2 separate regions of the Mus musculus genome follow, and region 1 is linked to region 2. A link is a contact called in public promoter capture Hi-C data. All regions are on one chromosome and are shown on one strand. Each heading gives the region's core, a stretch centred on a gene start, on an enhancer-like site or on the middle of the called end of the contact. The rest is flanking DNA. Distances are from core to core; before and after follow the strand shown. Region 1 holds the start of 2700070H01Rik (RIKEN cDNA 2700070H01 gene). Region 2 holds the start of Gucy1b2 (guanylate cyclase 1, soluble, beta 2).

The links. Promoter capture Hi-C pulls out the DNA fragments that hold promoters and counts their contacts.
Region 1: a promoter capture Hi-C map of the C10 cell line shows a contact between it and region 2, with 2.3 times the contacts expected there. The contact joins the promoter of 2700070H01Rik here to the promoter of Gucy1b2 in region 2. A contact is called at or near these places in 3 of 39 promoter capture datasets (the C10 cell line, embryonic stem cells and liver) and 1 of 9 other capture datasets (adipose tissue).

What each region holds. Positions count from the first base shown.
Region 1 is chr14:63,052,998-63,057,680 of GRCm38.p6, reverse strand. 2700070H01Rik (RIKEN cDNA 2700070H01 gene) reads right to left here and starts at 2,608. Exons shown (of 3, transcript NR_046019.1): 1 at 2,575-2,608; 2 at 1,729-1,914; 3 at 1-1,057.
Region 2 is chr14:62,453,354-62,458,440 of GRCm38.p6, reverse strand. Gucy1b2 (guanylate cyclase 1, soluble, beta 2) reads left to right here and starts at 2,152. Exons shown (of 17, transcript NM_172810.3): 1 at 2,152-2,365; 2 at 4,988-5,087. The coding sequence starts at 2,243. It overlaps Gm41172 (a long non-coding RNA gene), which reads right to left and starts at 1,974. Exons shown (of 3, transcript XR_874685.1): 1 at 1,884-1,974; 2 at 735-813.

The sequences.
Region 1 (4,683 bases), core at 1,359-3,858, 600 kb before region 2:
TGGCTTGTTTGCAAATGCCGAGTTAATCCCTGAGCCATCTTGTTGGCCCAATGTAGTTGTCTGAATAAAAATGGCCCCCATAGGCTCATAGGGAGTGGCACTATTTGAAAGGTTTAGGAGGTGTGTAGGTGTGACCTTGTTGGAGGAAGTATGTCACTGGGGGTGGATTTGGGGGTTTCAAATGCTCAAGCCAGGCCCACTGTCTTTCTCTTCCTGCTGTTTGAGGATCCCGATGTCGAACTCTCAGTTCCTCCAGCACCATTTTGCCTGCATGGTGCCATGATTTCTCGATTCCTGCCATGCTGATAATGGACTGATCCTCTGAGACTGTAAGCCAGCTCCAATTAAATGCTTCTTTTTATTTATTTTATTTTTTGCTTTTTTTATTTTTGAGACAGGGTTTCTCTGTAGAGCCCTGGCTGTTCTGGAGCTCACTTTGTAGACCAGGCTGGCCTCGAACTCAGAAATCCACCTGCCTCTGCCTCTGCCTCCTGAGTGCTGGGATTAAAGGCATGCGCCACCACGCCCAGCAAATGCTTCTTTTTATAAGAGTTGTTGTAGTCATGGGTCTCTCTCTACAGCAATAGGATGATGACTAAAACACCCACTTTTTTTCTTTTTTCTTTCTTTCTTTTTTTTTAGCGTAACCCAAGTCAGCAATTCAAAAAGCAGTTGTGAAAATCTAACATTCTAACACAGTACAACCCCAAGACACATACGGATAGTGGAGGGGAAACATTAAGAGGGTTTCTTTTCCTTGTATTTCTATAAGGGCAGAACACTTAGCATGTACAGTAGTTGTGTGTCCTTGGGCGATTGCTGTTCTCAGCAATCCCTTCCCCAGCAGAGTATGATGGTGGGGGAGGGTAGTACCTGCTGAAGGCAGGATACAGAAGCGAAGCATGGCAAAAATCACAGGAAGCCCCTGTGGGCATTCAGGAGCTGGTAAGAGTGCAGGCTCTGGGGAGTGACAGAGATCCTCCAGGGCCCTTCCTTCTGCCTCAGGTTAGTGTCCGATCATCTATCCCATGGTGCAGAGGCCAACCAATGGTGATCCCTGTGGAGAAGAGACGTCACTGTGCTGGGGTCTCTGCAGACACTGGGGCTGAATGGCTGGGGACTCTGTTTACTTAGGGGAACATCCAAGGTAGCACTTCTTCATCTGCTGCCCTCCAGGGGAGAGAGACCTGATACAGGTCTTCCCTGATGCTGAACAAAATCCACCTCTTGTCTAACGATTACTTTCTCTAGTCCTTTCTCTCCTCCTTCTCTCTTCTTTTTCCACTTTCTCCTCCACCCCGCCCCCCCTCTTTTTAGTCTCAGCTATCCCAGGCTAGCCTGAACTTACTTGATTCCCCTGCCTCCATCTCCTGAGTGCTGGGATTACAGCACTGAGCAGCACCGTTTATGCAGTGCTGAGAATGGAACCCAGGGTTTCCTGTGTGCTAGGCAAGCACTCTACCGATTTAGCCACACCCCTGCTCTCTTCTAATAATAAGGTGCTTGCAATGCATACATAATCACTGTGTATACTAGCCTGGGCAAGGACAGAAAGACCAAAATGGGTCCTGCGATCCAGCATACAGGGATGCCAGCCACCTTTGGGAAGGTCACTGGGCCCCTATTCACACACTCAACAGGAGGTGCAGTCAGACTGACTGGGATAGAGAAGTCAGATGGAGCCGCACACTTTCCGAGGCCACCACCCTGTGGATCTTGATAACTGACCAGGATGACTGATGGCTTCCTCCATGCTGGGCATGATGCACTGATTCAGTTGCCACTTGACTCTTGCAGCCTAGCTTGAAGACAGGACCAGTCATAACCGCCTCTCGTAGGTTACTTGCTGAGGTCTAGAAGTGTTCTAAGACTTTGCTGAAGGTCACATGTTGTGGAAGTCTCGAGAGTCTGCCCCTGGGTAGACAACATCATGAGCACCATCATTAAATGCTGAACCAGATTGGAAAAAGATACTGATATCAAAGCCACCATGTCAGTCACATCATCTGGTGGGACATGGCTGCCACCCCATCACCTATAGGAGGCCTCTACCACACCACTGCAGTGCCAGGGCAGAACAGGGGGTGATGGGGCCCTGGCACAGTTAGAATCCTAGACTTCCATTTCTGGACTGGGTGAAATGACTCTCTTGCACAGAGTAAAGGCACTGTGGACTCTCCAGAATCATCCGTGCAATCAACCAACCAATCAATCAATCAATACAAACCAAAACCATGATAACCACAAAAAGTCAGGTGGTGTATATGTGTGCAACCCTAGCCCCTGGAAGGCAGAGGCAGTGGATCCCTGGGCTTGGTGGCCAGCCAGTGTAGCCTTCTTGCTGAGTTCCAGGCCACTGAGTAGTGTCTAAAACCAAGAATGAATACCTGAGGCTGTTCACAAGCACACACGCATGCAAGCATGCATGCATGCACACATGCATACACAGAGCCTCCTCAGTCCTTCGTTGGCTATTTGTGTGGTGGCTGTCCTTTGTAGTTATGTGTACCCAAGGATAGCACAGAGGGAGACGTCGGGGGGGGGGGGGGGGCTACATGCAGGAGTAGGGCTCACCCAGTATCCAGGACCCAAGAACAAAGCCGAAGCCTCCCTGATTTAAAGGCGGCAGCTGATGCTCCGCAGAACCAGGTCTGTGCCAAAGTAGGCAGAGCCCAGGGCCAGCCTCCTCCCCTCCCGTTGATCCCTCTGCTGGCCTGGAGGGAGGCTGGTGGCTGATAGGAGCTGGTTCCTCAGATGAGGTCATTTGTTTTGGTGCCAGGGGAAGGGAGGTGGTGGAGGCAGGGGCCCTGCTGTCTGCTCTCCGCTTGCTGGCGCCACAGGGTGGACAGCCTGGGTCTTGTCTGGACAGTGCCTCATTCTGAGAATGATGAGAAGAGACTCAGAGGGCAGGGAGTGGCCAGGCAGCCCATGCTTGAGGTCTGGAAGAGAAAATGGGAGCTCAACTGAAAGGCTGGGCTAGCCTCTTTCCTGGTTCTCTCAGGGGTCTGGTGAGCTCTGACTGGACCCTGAACTAGCCTACCACACGCAGAAGGAACAATTATGCTCCCCCGGACATCTGTGCTGCTATTCTGAAACACTTCCAGCATTTGTTGTTATCCTAGGAGGCCTTTCCAGCTCTTTGGGGTTTTCAGAGGCTACCCAGGAAAGCTTGTTAGTTACTTTTTTTTTTTTTTTTTCTGGGATGATGTGACCCACTTCCTAGCTCCACTCACTGATTAAAAGCTCCCAATGTGTCTATGAGGCCCAAGAACTCATTAAGAAATATTGTGGATGACAGGTCTTCTGTGTGCAAGTGGATTGAGGGGCTCTTAAAATGTTTGGGTTCATATACAGGTTCCCAGAGTGTTCTCAACACTTTCTTCATCCTCTTCCTCCTCACTCACCCACCAGAAACAGCCCCTTCCCTGCTTTGGACACAGTGCCATGTTCTTAAAATTCAAGTGAGTGGCAGTCCGTGGGGTTACTGTTGCGCCCAGCTTCTCTTCCCCATTGTTTTGTCTGGGAGGTTGCCTACAATGCTGCGTTGTGAGTAGCAGAAGGTTTTTTTTTAGCTTGGGTGTGTTCCATTTAAAAGCACTCCAATATTGGGCTAGTGAGACAGCTCAGGGTCATCTCTGCGCCACTCCTAGAACCTATGTACAAAGAGAGAAGGGAAGGGAAAAAAAGAAACCAACTCGACAAAGCTGTCTCCTGACCTCCACACATGGGTTGTAGCATGCACATGCACAACACACACACAGACACACGCACATGCATGCACACACCACCCACATTTCACTCGAACATACACACATGCAAATGCACACACACACACACATCATATCTTCATAGAAGTAATCTCAAGGACTTTCTAAAATTAACATTTGAAAGATTTTACTTGAAACTTTTAACCAGCTTCTAAGAATTTATTATTTGTTGTGTTTCTGGTTATTTTCCCTCTTGCCTTTTCCATGGGAAGAACGATTCACTTGATGTAGCCTACTAGTTCCTAAAATGCCATTTGTGCTCTATTTCAGGTAAAATGATGATAAAGCAATCCTATGGCTCCCTCTTTATAATTTCCTATCTCTGATTCATTTTGAGTTTATTCTGGGATAAGGTCTGCATGAGCCACCAGCCTTATTATTTCAGAGCGGCATCCCTAATTAATGAACAATGTATTGTTGTCCCTACTGACCGAATGACTTGTTGTTGGTCCTATTAATTGAAAGGTCCTTGTCTTTCCTCTGCTGCTTGTCAATGCAGCTGGTCACGTCCTGTTATCGGCTTCCTTGGTTAAGGCTTGGATATCTAGGAGGAGACTTAGGCGGACTCCTCATCTTCTGAATTTCTGATGACAATCTTATTTAAAAACTTTATTAAGGAGCTTGAGGTTCAGTCTGCGTGATTCAAAGATTTTGTGGGATTACACTCATATTTAAAGTTGACAGGAAGGAGGTGACCAGGATGCTGTATTAGATGTCTTTATCTTTGCATCCTTGAACATCTTTTATTGATTCCTTCTTCAAAGTTTAAAGCCATCTTCACAGGTGTTGGCCTGTTCCTTGTTACCCTTGTTCTATGTGTTGTCTTTTGTTGTTTACTGTTGAGAAGAGGTTTGTTTGTTTGTTTGTTTGTTTATCTGTGCAGGTGAGTCGAACATGGGGACATTTTGATTCGCCT
Region 2 (5,087 bases), core at 903-3,402:
CCAACATGCCTGGCATCATTGGCCTCGCTGTCTGCCTGAGATAAGACCCAGGCTGGACTCAGACTCTCTGTTCTGTAATGATGCTGGAACGTCAGTGCACCTCACATGCACAGCTGTAACGTTCTAACTTAGAGTGCTGAGGTGATAATTAGATGATCACTGCCTGTCAGAGTGCAGGGCCCATAGTCATCATTAGCTGGTTATAATGAAGGCATATTAATTATCACCTAGGCTATTCATTTTGTCACACACTTAAAACAGTAGTGGAAGAAACTTTCTAAGAATGCTTTTCTAAGCGCTGCTGGAAGAAGAATGATTTAAGAAAATCACTTTCAGGAAGACACTGTGATGAAAATACCCCACCCCACCCCCAAAGTCACAGGCCTGTCCCCTCCCGGACCGCCACCTCCCTGTCTGTAGATGATGCTCCTGGATCTAGCTCCCGATGTAGAATCAGGTCTGAGCAGAAGCAGGAGTCCTCACAGCAGCAGCTGAGGCACAGTGGGCGTGGTCACTATTGCAGCTAACATTTTTCAGGTTTTCAAAGCATCTGCATTCAAGTGCCAACCAGTTGTTTGCAAAGTACAGTGTGACCTGTTTGCAATCAGGTCACCTGATTTCTTCTTTATCAAGTAAATCAGATTCAATTAAACTCGAAAGAGACTGAATTTGGTCTCAAATGAGCCCCTGCACATCACAATGCTTTTAGATTTATGAACATCAATCGCCCTTACCTTACTAGGATCTGTAGGTATACATAACTTTGGCCACACGATGGCGCTTCGCGTCCAACAATTCCTGGTCGGCCACCGACTGAAATTTTAAAAAGCAAGTTGAAGAGAGGATGAGGTAGAGCAGGTTCACGCCGCCTGGAGGCGAGCTGGGCTCGTGGGTGAACGTCCTCACTGTGGAAAAAGCCTATGTTTTTTCTGGCTTTCTGGATCCCAAGCGAAGGCGCTGATGCGAAATGAAAGGAGTAAGTGCCCAAGTCCCGGTCCACATGCAAATCAAAACTCCATCTTCCAGTGTACCTGATTGAGAGAGCTTTTATCTATCTATCTATCTATCTATCTATCTATCTATCTATCTACCATCTATCCATCCATCCATCCATCTCATTTATTTTTGAAAGAGTCAAGTATTATTGACTTTCCTAGAAAAGGGATATCACTTGATTCACTAAGCTGCTGCAGTGTGGCAGCTACAAGAAAACCTCTGGTTTCTCTGCACCACTGTTTTGTCTTTCGAGGGAGTTAATGGTAAGAGGACCAACTTTACAGGGTCACAGTAAGGAGGAAAGGAAATTACGTAGAATCTAATGACATTGCTCACACCCACTGGTGAAAACCCAGCAGTTTTGTGTGATTTATCCTAAACCAGGAGGAATGTGCGGGACCCAGTACTGCGCAGCGTGTGGTTAAAAGCAAATGATTTCCGTAGCTGTTGTGATGGGTCTAAAGCACGGCTGTCCGCTGTGGCTGTTTAGGGGGATGGACTGTCTTCTGGGATTGGCTCCTCTGACTTTTGCATGCTGAATTAATAACTATTGAGATAGGTCTGGAAGAAATGTGGAGCCTTTGTTTCAGACTGTATTTATCATTATCATCATTATTAATAATTATTGTTTGTTTCTGAGAACGGGTCTTACTGCCTTGAGCTCCCCATTCCCCTGCCTCAGCTGTCCTAGAGATTACAAGCACCAATCACAACGCTGCTCTCCCGACACTCTTGTTTCATTTTGTTTTGTTTTTAAAGACAGGGTCTTGCCCTGTTGCTCAGTCTACTATGGAGAACAGTTTCCCTCCCCAGTGTTCCAAATGGCAAGGCCAATAGCCAGTCCCATGGTGACTGGCTGGAAAGCCTGGCTTTTACCCCAGCCTTACCTTTAGCCCACTTATCCCCACTTAGCCACCTGTCAGTGAGATGTTAGCCACGCCAGGGGAGTCAATCAGATAGCGTACAATGCTACACAGATGCAAAGGGAAAACAGTCAGTCAAACCAGAGAAGGGTGGGACTTCTCCGCCCGCGCAGATCCTTGCCCCTGCGAGATGCCTTGTCCAGCATTGCTTCCTTAACCAATAGCTAAAGCTTATTTAAGCATGTGGTATCCTCTAAACAATGAAAGCTTGTTTCTCATCGCACAGGATGCTAAGTCTGTCTTGCTGGGTCAGCTTACATGTAATCAGAAGTGTGTGTGTGTGTGATGAGGTTGTATTTACAAACACCTGTCTAATTGAAAGGATGGTGATGTCTGAAGTGTTGTGTGCTGAGTATACGCTAAAAGTTAAAATGTCAGACACAGCAGACGGTGTGCTGTATGAGCCTCTGCGAGCGGAGTTTAGGAGCAAGCGAACCCATCTACAGGTACAGTGAGGAGCGCAGTGGGAGAGGTTGGGGGTGGCTGAATAGGGGCACCAAGGGAACTTGCTGGACAATGCAGACACTCCATTTATATCTGGGTATGAGTTATGCTAGCATATATGTTTGCCGTAATTTGTGAGACTATTCACTTCAGAGCAACAAAGGAAGTCACAAACAAACAAAACAACAAAACAAAATAATAAAACCCTCTCAACCCCCCAAAAAGCCAAAAAACTGGTCTCTCAAAACAATGATCCCAGAATATACAGGGAAGCCCGTGATGTCATGGGAACGGAGGGGTGTCTTCCCATACAGTAACAAGTCCTCCCCAGCTGCTAATGCATCTGAAAAACCTACGAGATGCCAGCTAATCTTGCAGACAGCTTCGAAAGCCAGGGACAGCCTTCCTCATGCACACGCTGTCTGTGTCTTTTCAAATGTTTACAGAGTATTTACAAAGAGTAGTCCTTTGGGTGGCAGTTGTAATTAGGGAAACTGGCAGAGAAAATTAACACATACCATAAAAGAGGGATAATTAGTCCTCTGCCATATACAATATTATTATCAAAAGGCATTCACCCTGGAATCCGATTGGTTTATACACACTGGCCTCATAGGGACGCTCCTCCCTTCCACATCACTCTGGGTATGAAGCTGCCACGTTCCTTGGATGATGGGCCATATGGTACTTAACATCAGAATGAAAATGAGCTCGTGCTTCTTATGTGAGATGCTAAAATTTATTAGAAAATCAGAAAGCCTAATTTCCACCAAGTTCCTGAGACCTACCATCTGCTTCATGAAAAAGAAAGAGGGAGTTGGTTTTTTTTTTAACCATTTGCTTATTGTGAAGTGTGAGCATGAGTGTTTGTGTGTGTTTGTAAAAGCGGGGAGGGGGCTGAGGGCTGTAAGAGGGGGGGATCAGAGCAAGTACACTTGGCAGGGCCGAAAGAGCTGTCAGCTGAATGTGGTGGGAAGGTTTGGGAAGCATAATTATGGAAATCATCTATCTTGGAGACATTTTCTCAGGACCACACGTCCTCTCCACAGAGAATCAGCACAGAGTCTTCTAGCTTTTGCAAGTACACAAAATCACTCTTCTGGAGTGAAGAGGCAGCTTCCCTCAGTCCTGGTGTCTCTGAGGGTCTGGCCTCTCCAGAGCATAGCTGGAGCCAGCCAGTGAAGACAGGAACAAACACACTGGAAAAAGTCAAGGACAGAGATGCCAGGAAAGCTTTTCTCAGGCGAGCTGCAGCTGGGTGGGAGAGGGCTGAGAGGAGGCTGGAGCTCCTGAGACACGTGGCCAGGTACCTTCAGAGGTATGTCTGGGCACTGATTTCAGTGAACCATCTCAGCCTCCTGCGTAGTCAAGTTTGGGAGATGCTGTCTTAACTGTGAGTCAGATTTTAGGGTGCTGTGGCCCTCGTGTGGTCTGGGAACCCTCTTCCTTTGGTTTGTGACATTTATTTATTGGTCATCTTGCCTTCGCACCACAGATGCCAGGTCACTGGAACAGCCTCGGAGGGATACTCAGGGGATCTGGTTAGTGGCTGGGTTTCTCATCTGTGACTCCAAGTAATACTCAGGAAGTAGACTTCAGGCAACAGTTTACCTGGGCCTTCAACATAGCAGTGACTCAGTGGAAGAATAAAGTTTTCAGGCCCCAGTGGACTCCACATGATAGCATGACAGTGCCAAGTGCTGGTTGAGGCAGGCATTCCTTGGATGACATCCAAAGTGGTTTAATTAGAAGCCTCCCAGTAGACAGCACCCTGTAAGAGACAGCCTTCCTGAGGGGTATACTTGAAGCCAAGTTCAGGCTTCTGGGAACGTGCTCATGACTTTCAGAAACAGCCCTGCTGGACTCAGTCCCTCGTGTGCTCAGGCCTCGTAGTTCCTGAGAAATGGCTTTGTCAAACAGCAGGCAGGAATTTCTGCATCTCAGAAAGAACCAAGCATGCCTTTGATCCCAGCATCCTGGAGGCAGAGACAGGTGGATCTCTGTGAGATTAAGAACAGCCTGGTCTACAGAGTGAGCTCCAGGATAGCCACAGCTATTTAAAGACTCTGTCTCAAAGGAAAGGAAAGGAAAGGAAAGGAAAGGAAAGGAAAGGAAAGGAAAGGAAAGGAAAGGAAAGGAAAGGAAAGGAAAGGAAAAGAGAGGGAGAGGGAGAGGGAGAGGGAGAGGGAGAGGGAGAGGGAGAGGGAGAGGGAGAGGGAGAGGGAGAGGGAGAGGGAGAGGGAAAGAGAGAGTTGAGACCAGAGACCCTCTGCAGATGAAAGGGCATGCACAACAGAATCAGTAGAAAGAGTCACCATTGTCTTGAGGGTCTGGCAGGACTGGGACACTCATCCTACAAGACTCCCAACTTCACACCTTCACACACACACAGATGACAAAGTATGGCCAGCCCCCTCGAGCTCTGCTGGTCTCTGCTCCCTGGAGTACAGCTTCCGCAGAAACAGCATGGCACAGTTATTATGTTGACACCTCAAGGGCATAGTTTGGGCTTCACACTCAACTCCTGAGAGAGCTTAGCGGTGGTGATATGCGCCCCTGGGGTGCTGTGTGGCAATCCTGCTTGTTCCCAACAGTGACAGCCCAGATTTTATCTCCCTGGGCAGGGCTCAGCAGAAGGCCGAGGTCAGTTCCTAGCTTCACTGCAGAGCACCTCAACTGCCTTCCAGAGATTCGGTAAGACGCCGGGTGTGCAGCTCCGGCCTG